Linked DNA regions of Zea mays: region 2 is linked to region 1. The links are chromatin contacts, called in public Hi-C maps. All regions are on one chromosome and are shown on one strand. Each heading gives the region's core, a stretch centred on a gene start, on an enhancer-like site or on the middle of the called end of the contact. The rest is flanking DNA. Distances are from core to core; before and after follow the strand shown.

Evidence for each region. A called contact is a pair of places that touch in the nucleus more often than the background predicts.
Region 2: a Hi-C map of ear shows a contact between it and region 1, with 1.9 times the contacts expected there. The contact joins the promoter of LOC100191887 here to the promoter of LOC100280736 in region 1. A contact is called at or near these places in 2 of 25 Hi-C or Micro-C datasets (ear and leaf).

What each region holds. Positions count from the first base shown.
Region 1 is chr1:245,254,344-245,260,510 of Zm-B73-REFERENCE-NAM-5.0, reverse strand. LOC100280736 (heat shock factor protein HSF30) reads left to right here and starts at 2,542. Exons shown (of 5, transcript NM_001153656.2): 1 at 2,542-3,090; 2 at 4,311-5,150; 3 at 5,236-5,265; 4 at 5,382-5,470; 5 at 5,565-5,926. The coding sequence starts at 2,779. The coding sequence ends at 5,072.
Region 2 is chr1:245,463,474-245,469,264 of Zm-B73-REFERENCE-NAM-5.0, reverse strand. LOC100191887 (chlorophyllase-2) reads right to left here and starts at 4,327. Exons shown (of 2, transcript NM_001137311.1): 1 at 3,985-4,327; 2 at 3,002-3,894. The coding sequence starts at 4,323. The coding sequence ends at 3,193.

The sequences.
Region 1 (6,167 bases), core at 1,293-3,792:
GATCAATTCCTTCAAAGAATCACTTTATTTTGCAACAAACATGATATCCTAGTTCCTGCTATGGATGGAAATTATAAGCCTTATGGAAGATCATCACGATTTGTTCATAACCAAACCAATGATGACCACTTTAGAAGAGAAGTATATATTTGGGTCATTGATCAAATTAGCTTAGAGCTTGATAGACGGTTTAGTGAGGCTAATATGGAGCTGCTTTCTTGTATGTCAGCCTTAGATCCTTCCAACTCTTTTGCTTCTTTTGATGCACACAAGGTACGAAAGCTAGCTGATTTCTATCCTAATGACATGTCAAGCACTGACTTGTTAAAACTTGACTTGCAACTTGACAATTATATTGATGGCATAAGAGAAGATGATAGATTCAAAGACATAACTAATTTTGTGGACCTCTCGGTTAAGCTTGTTGAAACAAAGAGACATAAGGTGTTTGATATGGTTTATTTTCTTCTCAAATTGGTATTGTTGTTGCCGGTGGCGACAGCAAGTGTTGAAAGGACATTTTCTGCAATGAGTTTGGGGAAGCCTAAATTAAGAAACAAGATGTGTGATAGTCTTTTGGATGATTGTCTTGTTACATACATCGAGAGAGATATTTTCTTCGAAGTGAATGAAGAAGATATAATTGAAACTTTTATGGCGTTGAGGAAGCGCATGCCAGATAAGTAGTATTATTGCAATCTTTATGTTTAATGTATGCAATTTTCATGCTTATTTGTTGAGTGTCAAACTTTATATCTATATATCAAATTGTTTACCAAATTTACTATGAAATTATATGTACATTAGATAGAATTCTACATGAAAATTTTGTTGCGGCACACTCTATATAAAAATCCTAGGTCCGCACTGGCTACTGGTGGAGTAGTACAAATGGTTCATATGGTCTTGATGCTAAGCGTCAGAGAAACAATAAACTAGCTTTACTATGAGGGTATATGAGGCTGCCATTTATGAGATAAATTTATGGGCAAAATAATGAGTAATAAGATTGTCACGACGGAAGAAACTTAACTTGTTTAATTATTATTTAGTAGGTAATACCGCCTATGTAAAATAGTGTTATTATTTTATACTAATGGCGGTAAATAAATTTTATTTAGTGGTGAAATTTAGGATTCTATAATACCTTAGTCCAAAACTACTTCACATCACGTGAACTACAAATATTAACACTAGCATACACATTAGTTTAGAGGTTATGTTGATTATCAAACCCTAAAATCATTTAGTCATATATACCGAGGTCCATTTTTCTTACACCTCCGAACAGACTTCTTTGCTTCTGCTGGCAGGGCGAAGCCCGACCTTATTTTGGGGTCAGCTGACCCTGGTAATTTCTAAATATCTAATAGAAAAAACGGTGTTAAGAGCAACTCCAATAGTTATGTAAATTTTAGCTCTCTAAATCATAGATTTAAGAAGTTGCTAAATAACTTTGGGAGTAAAAAATGCGAGTTCTCCAATAGTTCTCTAAATATAGGTTGTAGTTTTGTTTTGTATCTATCCACATAAAAAATAAAGTCACAAATGTCATCAATTATCTTCATTATCTACATAATGCAGTAAACATTTTTGTTTAGAGAGTTGCTAAATGGTTGCCAAATGTAGAGAGTAAATAAGGTTAGATGAGAAGTTGTTAAATTTAGAAAGTTTATTTAGAGAACTGTTGGAGATGAGTTTTTGTGTTAACTACTTAAATTGTTGATTTAAGAAGTCTATAAGAAAACTACTGAAGTTGCTCTAATAACAAGAATTTTATAGTGAAGATCCAAAAGATAATACTGATGACCCTGATAAAATATTTGCTTAGCGAAGCTGGAGATGTATAAATATATGCACTGATCATCAGAAGGAAATACAGAGAACATAGTTTATTTGCGTCATTTTATCTAACAATAAGCTGAAGGAAGTGTTCGTTTGCCTACCAAATAAATACGAAAACAAAGAAAAGAAATAAAAATCGCAACAATTTGATGGACATAAGCCTACCTTTTATGTGATACTCCGGCCCCTGTTTGCGCCAAAAAAGAAAACTTCTATGTAACTATACAAAGCTTTAACTGCCGGCAAAACGATCTTTGCTACAATGATTCACACTTGGCTACTGAATCCACCGTGAACGCGTAAAGAAAGGACGACACGCGTCGCCACGATCACAAAGAAAAATATCTAGTGTACTGCCTCCTGAAGGAATCTTTGCCGATTTGGTACCCGAATGTGCTGTTATTAAAATAGAATAAACTTTCCTGACAATGGGCAGGGCCGATGCGTCGTGGGCCTCCGCTCTCGCCTAGTAGTCCACCACGCGGCCACTTGCACCGCCGTGAATCGTGATCGTGCTCTTCTCGCCCGCCCGGTCTTGTCTCTCCTCTCCAGAACCTTCCAACGGCAGAGTGCTCGCCGCGTGGTCTAGAACCTTCCACAAGCCTCGCGACGTGTCTCGACGCGCCGGTACGGCGGTGGGGGTATTTAGGGGTCCGGCCACCGGCCACCGCCCGCCCTTCTCCCGATTTCACCGACCATTTTTCCCCATTTCACAGCGGGCGAATATCTCTCATCTCCCCCATCCTCTTTCCTGCAACAACTCCTACCCACCCGACAGAAATATCCTAAGCGCTGACCCGAATACCCGATTCGCTCCTCGTCCGGTCGATTCCTGCTCCTAATCGCTCGAATCGAGTCCTTGCCCCGTGTTCCGTGCCACAATCTGGGCGCTTGGCTCCCGCGAGCCGGGGTTCTTGGGCCTGGGCGGAGGCCATGGACAAGCCGGTGGCGCCGGGCATTATCAAGGAGGAGCTCCTGGAGCAGCAGCCGCCGACGCAGGACGGTGTGGGTGGCGGCGGGGATGCGCCGCGCCCGATGGAGGGGCTGCACGAGGTGGGTCCCCCGCCTTTCCTCACCAAGACGTTCGACCTTGTGGAGGACCCGGCCACCGACGCCGTCCTCTCCTGGAGCCGCGCCGGCAACAGCTTCATCGTCTGGGACCCGCACGTCTTCGCCGACGGGCTGCTCCCGCGCCTCTTCAAGCACAGTAACTTCTCCAGCTTCGTGCGCCAGCTCAACACCTATGTGAGTCGGCAAAACCCAAACCCCCCTTCTTCCTTTCCTTTGAAATAATCCTTCTCTTGGTCAGGGCTTGCTAATGGTAATTTGCGTTTGGTTGCAATTGCAAGCTGCTTTATTCGGCGGAGAGCATCCGAATCCTCTGCAATATTACTTGTATATTAAACTAGTTTGCAATGTTAGGACAGGAAAATCTGTTGTGCACTTGTTCTTCACTAAAGTTTTAGGTGATGTAACACTGTTGTGAGGCATTGTTGTGATTTGGTGCATTTTTTATTGTTGATTTTAGGCAGCTGGTTCCCCAATGAGATCGAGGATGCCTGGCTAAGATATGAAGAGACATAGGGCTGGTTTGGTGACAAAGGAATTGAAGGGGATCTATAGGAAGAAAATCCCTTGCTTTACTTTGTCACCAAATCAGCCCTTTGCCTTGTTTGGATACTCTAGTATTCCCCCTAATTCACATGTGTTGAGATATATTGGGGTGTAAATTAGTTTAATTTATACTCTAATAAACCTCAACACACGTGGATTGCGGTGAATACTAGAGTATCCAAATAAGGCCTAAGGGGTATTAACCCCCTCCCCCCCAAAAAAAAGTCCTGGGAATCTATTTACTGATTTCACTTATATAGGTGTAGTGTTAGGAAACATTTTAGCGTCGGAAAACAAGATTTTGAAGCAATTAAGTGATTTTGTATTTTGTGCTCTTTGAGGTTGTGGAAAACAAGACTCGAAGTGGTTGAAGTGATTCTGACCAGACCTACTGCATTATGTTTTGAGCATATCTGGTCGTGTAGTGGGTTTATGGCAGTAGGGATTCAGTGCTATCGTTTTCACTCATTAGCGCATTTGATTGTAAACAAATACATCCTTGAAAGTGTTTATGATACATTCTCCGGTGAACCTCATCTTCAGGTGAGGCAAAGAGAGGGGAGATTAACTCTCCCAGCAAATTTATAATCCTGACATGGTTTCTTGAACTTTTTTATTGTAGCTAGATGGAACAAGATACTGGATGAAGTACCAAGAATCAGATTGTTTTGTTCTAGAAGACTCTACTGACCACCTTCACATGCTATAGTATATTGCTGGCCTATCATTATCCCTGTTATTGCAGATATAAATATACAAAAGCTGAAATTTACAGAGAACCTCATCCAAGCGAACATAATGCCTTATGACTGACCTGCTGATGACCATTTCTGGTCTATTGCAACCTGCAGGGCTTCAGAAAGGTTGATCCTGACAGGTGGGAGTTTGCAAATGAAGGTTTCCTCAGAGGTCAAAGGCACCTGCTGAAGATGATAAAGAGAAGGAAGCCACCATCAGCTGTGGCACCATTGCGACAGCAACGTGCCCCTGCTTCTTGCCTGGAGGTTGGTGAGTTTGGATTTGAGGAGGAGATTGATAGGCTGAAGCGTGACAAGAACATTTTAATCACAGAAGTAGTAAAACTAAGGCAGGAGCAGCAAAGTACTAAAGATCATGTGAGAGCCATGGAGGAAAGGCTACGAGTGGCTGAACAGAAGCAGGTACAGATGATGGGGTTCTTGGCAAGAGCAATGCGGAACCCAGAGTTCTTCCAGCAGTTGGCCCAGCAGCAAGACAAGAGGAAGGAGCTCGAGGATACCATCTCAAAGAAAAGAAGGCGGCCCATTGACAACACACCATTCTACAGTGATGGGGAAAGCGAACAGCTTGATTCACAGTTGAAAATGTTCGAGTCAGGTGTTCTCAATGGGCTCAATGAACCTGAGCTGGAGAATTTAGCAGTGAACATTCAGGAGCTTGGGAAGGGAAGCATAGATGATGGGAACTTGACTCAAGTTAGTGACCAGTCAGAGCTGAACGACGACTTCTGGGCAGAGCTTTTGGTCGAAGATTTTGGAGACAAGGCAGGACAGCCAGAGTTGGAGGGAAGAACTGAAGACGTGAATGACCTTGCTCAACAACTGGGGTATCTGAGTTCTTCTAGCCCAAAATAGAGCCAGTTCCTAATGGTTGCCCCCACAATCACTGGTGCTTTCCCTACCCTACTGTTGCAGACCATCCTGATCAAACCGGTACTTTTCAAATTCAATTCAATGACACAAACCTGTTAAAATCTGGTAACATTTTCATTCCATTTCTTTTATATTGCTGGATTAGCCAGGAATGATGATGGATCTGGCAGACAAGGTTTGACGACCCATCCTTCTAACCATATCCATTATGTTTGCGCAGTTGCATCTTCAGATTTGCCCTCATCTTTTCTTCTTCTTCTTCTGAAACATTCTAAATTGCTCCTTATCCAGTTGACTGGTGGTGGAGAGGTGTTCATACTGAAGGCGTGCTGTGGAGAGGTCACTGCCTTGACGTTGAAGGCTTAGCGCTGTACTCTGCTGTAAGTATTCAGCGCTCTGCAAAGGAGTACTATCCTATGTTCGCATATGTGCTCTGCCATGTGTTCTGATATTCGGATTCTGTGATGGATGCAGGTGGGAGTTACGTGTGGGGTGTTGGCTAAATGTCTCTTCCGGCGTCTTCTGGCAAAATGATCTCGTGGACGGTGACTGGCAAAGATGCCTAGGGGCCAACGTATACGTACACAGCTGTTATCAGATCTTGTTCAAAGTCATTGCGCGGTTTTGACGGTGCTATGTATCGATCAGGGTTCTGGCCTTCTGGGGTTGGGTTGTAGAATTGACTGGCTGATCTAGTGTTCTCCATGTATGACTGGTGTAACCTTAAAACACCCTCAGCTTGTTGTTGAACTGTGACAAGCATCTCGTTTTTTTGTTGTACTCCATTTTCATCATCATTGTACATCAAATTGCTGAATTATGAACAGATCCCTAATAATTTGGTGGACTGCGTCTTGGCATTTGGCTACGGCCCAGCTTGCAGTGTAGTTGATACATGCTTTTGTTGAAGCTCTTGCCATAGGTTGGGCGCCCACAGTACGCCTTCTGCATGTGCACTGTCACAGTTGGCTAGTGTGCAGCGATGGTTAGCTCACCGTAGTGGATCGAGGTAGTTCGGTGATGTTGAAAGCTCTGTGCATCCGGATTCCCTCGCAGGCCACTAGTTGAGGTAGCGAT
Region 2 (5,791 bases), core at 3,078-5,577, 210 kb before region 1:
TCTGAATCGATTAATACCCAGCTGGGGATCTCCAACCACATGACATATGTAGCACTTAACCCTTGCATATGTTAACTCGCACCCGGTTTTCTCTATACCAGAACGGGTCCCCGCCAATCGAGAGCTCAGTACCCCACCATCCAGCCTCTTGCTAGGTGGATACACAACACTCTTGCCATCTCTCCACTCCCATTGCGGGTCGGCCTTTCTGGTATTGGTCCAGCCGAGGCTAAGCTTACCCATGATGAGGCATGTGGCTAGTTAAAGGGTCTTAGATCAGTAGGCCAACAATCGTTGCAGTCCTTAAACGACATAGACAGGCGACCTATCCTGCTCAAAGTCTGGTCTGATCTTATTATTTACCTCCCAAAACTATGTACCTGACAGAGGTACAATACTTGAACAATGAATTCATCATCGCGAGTGATGCCTTCATTATTGCAAATTCCTTTTCATAAAACCCATATCCAGTGTTACACATCATTCTTTTTAAAATAAACAACTTTTAGTTTTATCTAAGTAGGGCTAAGCCTCATTAGTTCTCTTTATAAAACAGGTAGCAAGGAAGATAATCAAATTCCAAGAAATGGTGATGCATCAATTGTTTATTCACACAACTCCTATCACCTATTGTATCATATAAGTGATAAAATTTTTAAAAACATAAGAAGGTGGCAAATGCACCGAGGCTTGCCTGGGATAAACACTACGTTAGTGTTGTTAAATGACGACCACTTGGTGAGCATCTCCCATACAGGTACTTGATCAGATCATCCACTCCTCTTGTTTATTCATCAATATCACTTTGAGATTAATCCATCCTTTGTCCTCTATATTACGTGATCAATTATCGTACCTATATGATATGCATAATGCATATGAGTGAACATAAGGATGAATAGCACAAGGCTAAACAATGACACACAGTAATAAATTAAACACCTAATTTAATGACATTAAAACATTCACAACTAAACACTAGATATCGATATATCACTAAACACAACAACCACACTTCAACTTACTCGGGCTAAATCAAACATTATAAAACAATAAGTTTATACACACGTTCTATGATCTTCCTAACCAAAGTTTAACACCAAATACTAGGACTGACCATTACCAAACACCTAAGATTTGAAACATAGATAGAAACGCACCAACTACCTTCTCGACCACTTGTTCAAATTTTGCATAACATGCCAGCTACATGATCATTACAGTGTTTTATGGTCTAGCAGGTGGAGTATTATTCATGATTATAGATTTTTTTACAAGACCACAACTTAAACTTTAAAGGCTTAAAACTCTAATGAACAATGGCCACCAAGTAGGGTTTTTTAGATTTTTAACTGAAGCCGACCAAACAATGTTGTTCATCTCTAAATGATTTGGACCATGATAAACAGGATAACAATAAGCATTTATTCACGACTATTAGTCTAAACGATCAATTTCCAACTCCGACATTTATCGATCAACAAACATGGATTTTAGTAATCACTATCACAAGACATCGATTCCATCATACAAACATATTTACACAATTATTAAGGACAACATTATCGGTTAGACGAGTGAAATACCAAACCCATTATTCGCATTACTAACTCAAGCACACTTCGCATAAGTCTAAAGACACCCAACTAGATAGGACAACACACTCCTTGGTTTGGAAGGTAGAGTACCGTCACACATTACATAATTCTATTAACTACACTTTTAGAAGCAAAAGAACTAAAGTGCATAAATGCTAAACTCAAGTGGGCTAAGAAGACAATATTAGTAGCATAAACATCTTTTTGTGCTCATCACAAGCAAAGGCACATGGCATTGAAGAGGTTGATTCTTCTTGACCCATCTTATGTGACATTTCGAATGCCACAATCTTTCAGATCAAAAGCGCGAGGGTCATTTGGCTCGAATCCTCCAAGTTATGAAGAATGATGATGATGCTCCTATTTTTTTGTTGAGGTAGCAAGGAGATGATCTTTCTCACAATGTCCTCATCATTTAGGTTATTAATGTCAATACAATTAAGCCCTTCAATAGTAAGATCTAAACGGGAATACATGTCTCTAACAAGCTCATTATTTTTCATTGCAAAAGAATTATACTCATTTAAAGCTAGATAATGTTTTTGCTCACGGATATTGAATGTGTCGTCATAGAGCTCATGCAACTTTAGCCAAATCTTATTAGCTGTTTTCAAAGTAAAGATTTGATTGACAATTTTTAAGCTAATAGATTCATACAAGAATTTTTGGCTCTAGAATTCAAACAATTTTTTTTCTCGTCACTCTCAATGAGCTTCTCAGGATTAGAGCTTTGCCCTTGGTGTTTGCTTAGTGCGTTACTTCTCAATTAGGGCTAGTTTGAAAACTCAAATCCCTTTAGAATGGATTTGACTTTCTAAACTAGCCCGATGTTTCTTCCTTTCTAGATCTTCGTTGTTTTCTTTCTCGACAGCAACATCATATTATGGTTGTTTGCAACTCTATTTTCTCTTGGAGCGTGTTTGGAAGAAGGGGATTAAGAGTGCTAAAATCTCTTTCTTTCAATTTTGAATAGTGAGAGATTTTAGCTCAAGGGCTGGTGTGGTGACAAAAGAATTAGAGAGGATTCATGGGAGAGGAAACTTTATGCTAGAGATTCCTCGCTATAGATAGGAGTGACGATGGGCTCCAAATTTTGGACTATGAAATTTAAGGATCAGATTAGATTAGAATCGAGCTCTATTTTTATTTATTTTTAAACTAAAAATAATTTAAAGCCCTAATAAATTACCACCCCTAACCATAGATTACCTCTAATTTCCTTTTTCGCAAACCAGCCCTTAAATGCCTTTCCTCCCAAACAAGCTATTATAATGAAAAGATGACACGGTCGTCCGATCCGAGAGACGATAAAGCAAGTATTGTCGTAGCATGCATGTCTATTCCATCTATTTTTTTTTATTTATCATCGCATCAAGGTAATGTCCATTTCATACTCAGTTCATCCTATAGAATAGGTACTTTTTTATTTTTTTATTTGATTTGCCAAGAGAGAGGAAATTAGCTAGTTTCGAAACTCACTGCCAATCTGCCATGTGCCATCTCTAGACTCTAGTTAATTTCATCTGCAATTTCAACGTCGTCACCAACCTGCCTGAGTGGCTAGTGCCTGCAGATATCACATATTCTCTAGCAGCTAAGCTATCGCTTTCTCATCTCCAAACTCCACCACGGACAGCGCGACGGGGGCCTGGTCCGGCCGCGCCGTGATGCTGTCCATCGCCGCGGCGTCCCCAGCCACCCATTTCTTGAGGAACGCGACGGTGGCGCCGGCCACGAAGCGGCGCATGGGCGCCCTGGCCCCGCCGCTCCTGCAGATGGTGCGCGTGAGCATCCCCCTGGCGCCCGGCGTGTCGTCGTCCATCATGTCCGTGTGCCCGTAGTCCCTGACCACCAGGTGGCACGCTGGCGCCGCGCCGTCCAGCTCGTCGTAGAAGGCCGCGTGACTGACGCCCCGGGGCGCGCACGGCGGGAGCAGTGAGCCGCGGGGCAGCTCGCCGAGCCCCGTGCCGATGACCATGGCGGGGGCACCCACGTGCAGCGAGCCGTGCCTGCCCGTGAGGATCGGCGGCGGTGTCTGCTTGCCCACGCCCATGCCGTCCACCGGGTCCACGGCGACGACGGCGGCGAGAGGGACAGCGAGCTTGGCCTTGGCGTGGCCCAACGCCAGCGCGAACGCCACCTTCCCGCCGCGACTGTGGCCGGAGATGGACACCTTGGTTAGGTTCGCGCGGACGCCGAGTGGCAGAGTTGACGGCAGCCCGGTGGCTAGCCAGTCGATGACGGCCGCCGCTGAGTTGATCTCCTCGGTGGTGTCGGCCCCAGATATGGTGTACAGCTGCATGCGCGATCGACGAGCAGATGTGAACTAAAGCTAACTTTGGTGAATCTGAAGTCCGAACTACTGCTTACATACACTAATACCTACCTGAGGTCCGACGACGATAAAGCCATGGGAGGCGACGTGCTCGAACAGCTGGGAGTAGAAGGAGTTGACGGCGAGGTAGCCGTGTAGGAACAGGATCACCGGGTACTCCCCAGTCTCGCGCGGCGCGGCGACGAGCAGCGGCTTCGGCGGCAGGCTGGCCGCGCTGGACGGGGACGACCGCACGGCGCACCTCGGCGGCGCCCTTGCTTCGTCGAGGCGGGTGAGGCTGACGCTATGGCCCCCCTGATCGAACACGCCTCCGCCCTGCTCGGACCCCATCCACCGTTGGACCAGCAGGTAGTAGGACAAGAACACTCGCACCGCGGACGCGAGGTTCATGTCGATCGGATTGATGAGTAGTTGTGGACGAAAGGCAGTAATAATTGGTGATGACTGGGAATCGTGGCCGATTGACGACCGACCATGCCTGCGTCCAGGGAGCTCGTTCCTTATCTGGAGGGCTGGGTGAGGACGCTGCACGTAATCCTCCGCTCCGACACAATTCGAATTTGAATTTTTAAAATATGAAGAAAGACTTTTAATATCTACGTGCATATATATAATTCAATGGAATCAGTAAAACCCGTCGAATATGGATTATCTACATTTTATTTGGATTATTCAATGTTCAGAACAGGATAGCCCGATAATTTTATTTCTAGACATACATAAAACATCTAGACAAATTTAGGATTTAGAAAAAAGTTTGTTAGTTGAGGTCTTGAGGACACAATATTCACTGTCGGAACAGAGCTCTTTGTCGAGTGTCTGCACCTCGATAACACTCGGTAAAGAGAGCTTGGTGCACAGTTTATCAACAACAACTTCTTTGGTGATTACTTTTGTTGAACACTCGGCAAAAAAAGTTGATGTGACGTTCCCAAGCGACGGTGACGGAGCCTTTGCCGAGTGTCAGGCCTGCAAGCACTCGGCAAAGGAAGCTCCAGTGGGCCCTCACGCCAGTTTATTTGCCGTGTGTAACACTCAACAAAGTGCTCAGAGATCTACCTTTTTATTTGTTTTTGTTATTCCATCGAAACAAACAAAAAATATATATCATTGACATCACAAAGTACTTTTTGGATTGCAGTTGTACGAAGATCAAGAATGAAACCTCAAAAGGTTTTTATTCAACAATAAAGATGTCTTTGCCTCGTCAGCCAATGATTTATGTGGAGTCAACAAAAGTATCATTGAACACTCTCTTAATGTAGATCCTAGCATCAGACCAAGAAAGCAGAAGCTTCGGAAAATATCATAAGACAAAGTCGAAGGTGCAAGAACAGAAGTTAAAAGACTCATTAGTGTCGGAGTAATCAGGAAAGTCACTTACGCAGAATGGCTTGCCAACACTGTGATGGTGAAAAAAGCAGATGGGAAATGGAGAATGTGCATTGACTTTATAGATCTCAATAAGGCATGTCCAAATGATGAATTCTCCTTGCCAAAGATAGACTCCCTCATAGATGCAACTTCTACTTCATAACTTATGAGTCTACTAGATTGCTATTCAGGATACCACCAAATCTAGATGAAGAAGGAAGATGAACCCAAAACAAGCTTCATTACCCCAAGTGGTACCTATTGTTATCTTTGGATGTCTTGGGGGCTAAAAAATGCTGGGGAAGCTTCAGTAGAATGATAGCAAAGGTACTGAGCACACAGATTGGCAGGAATGTCTTGACCTATGTTGATGATATTATAGTCATAAGTACAAAGCAAGATGATCACATTATTGATTTGCAAGAAACATTTGCCAACTTTAGGAAGGCAGGTCTTAAGTTAAACCTAGAAAAATGTATCTTCA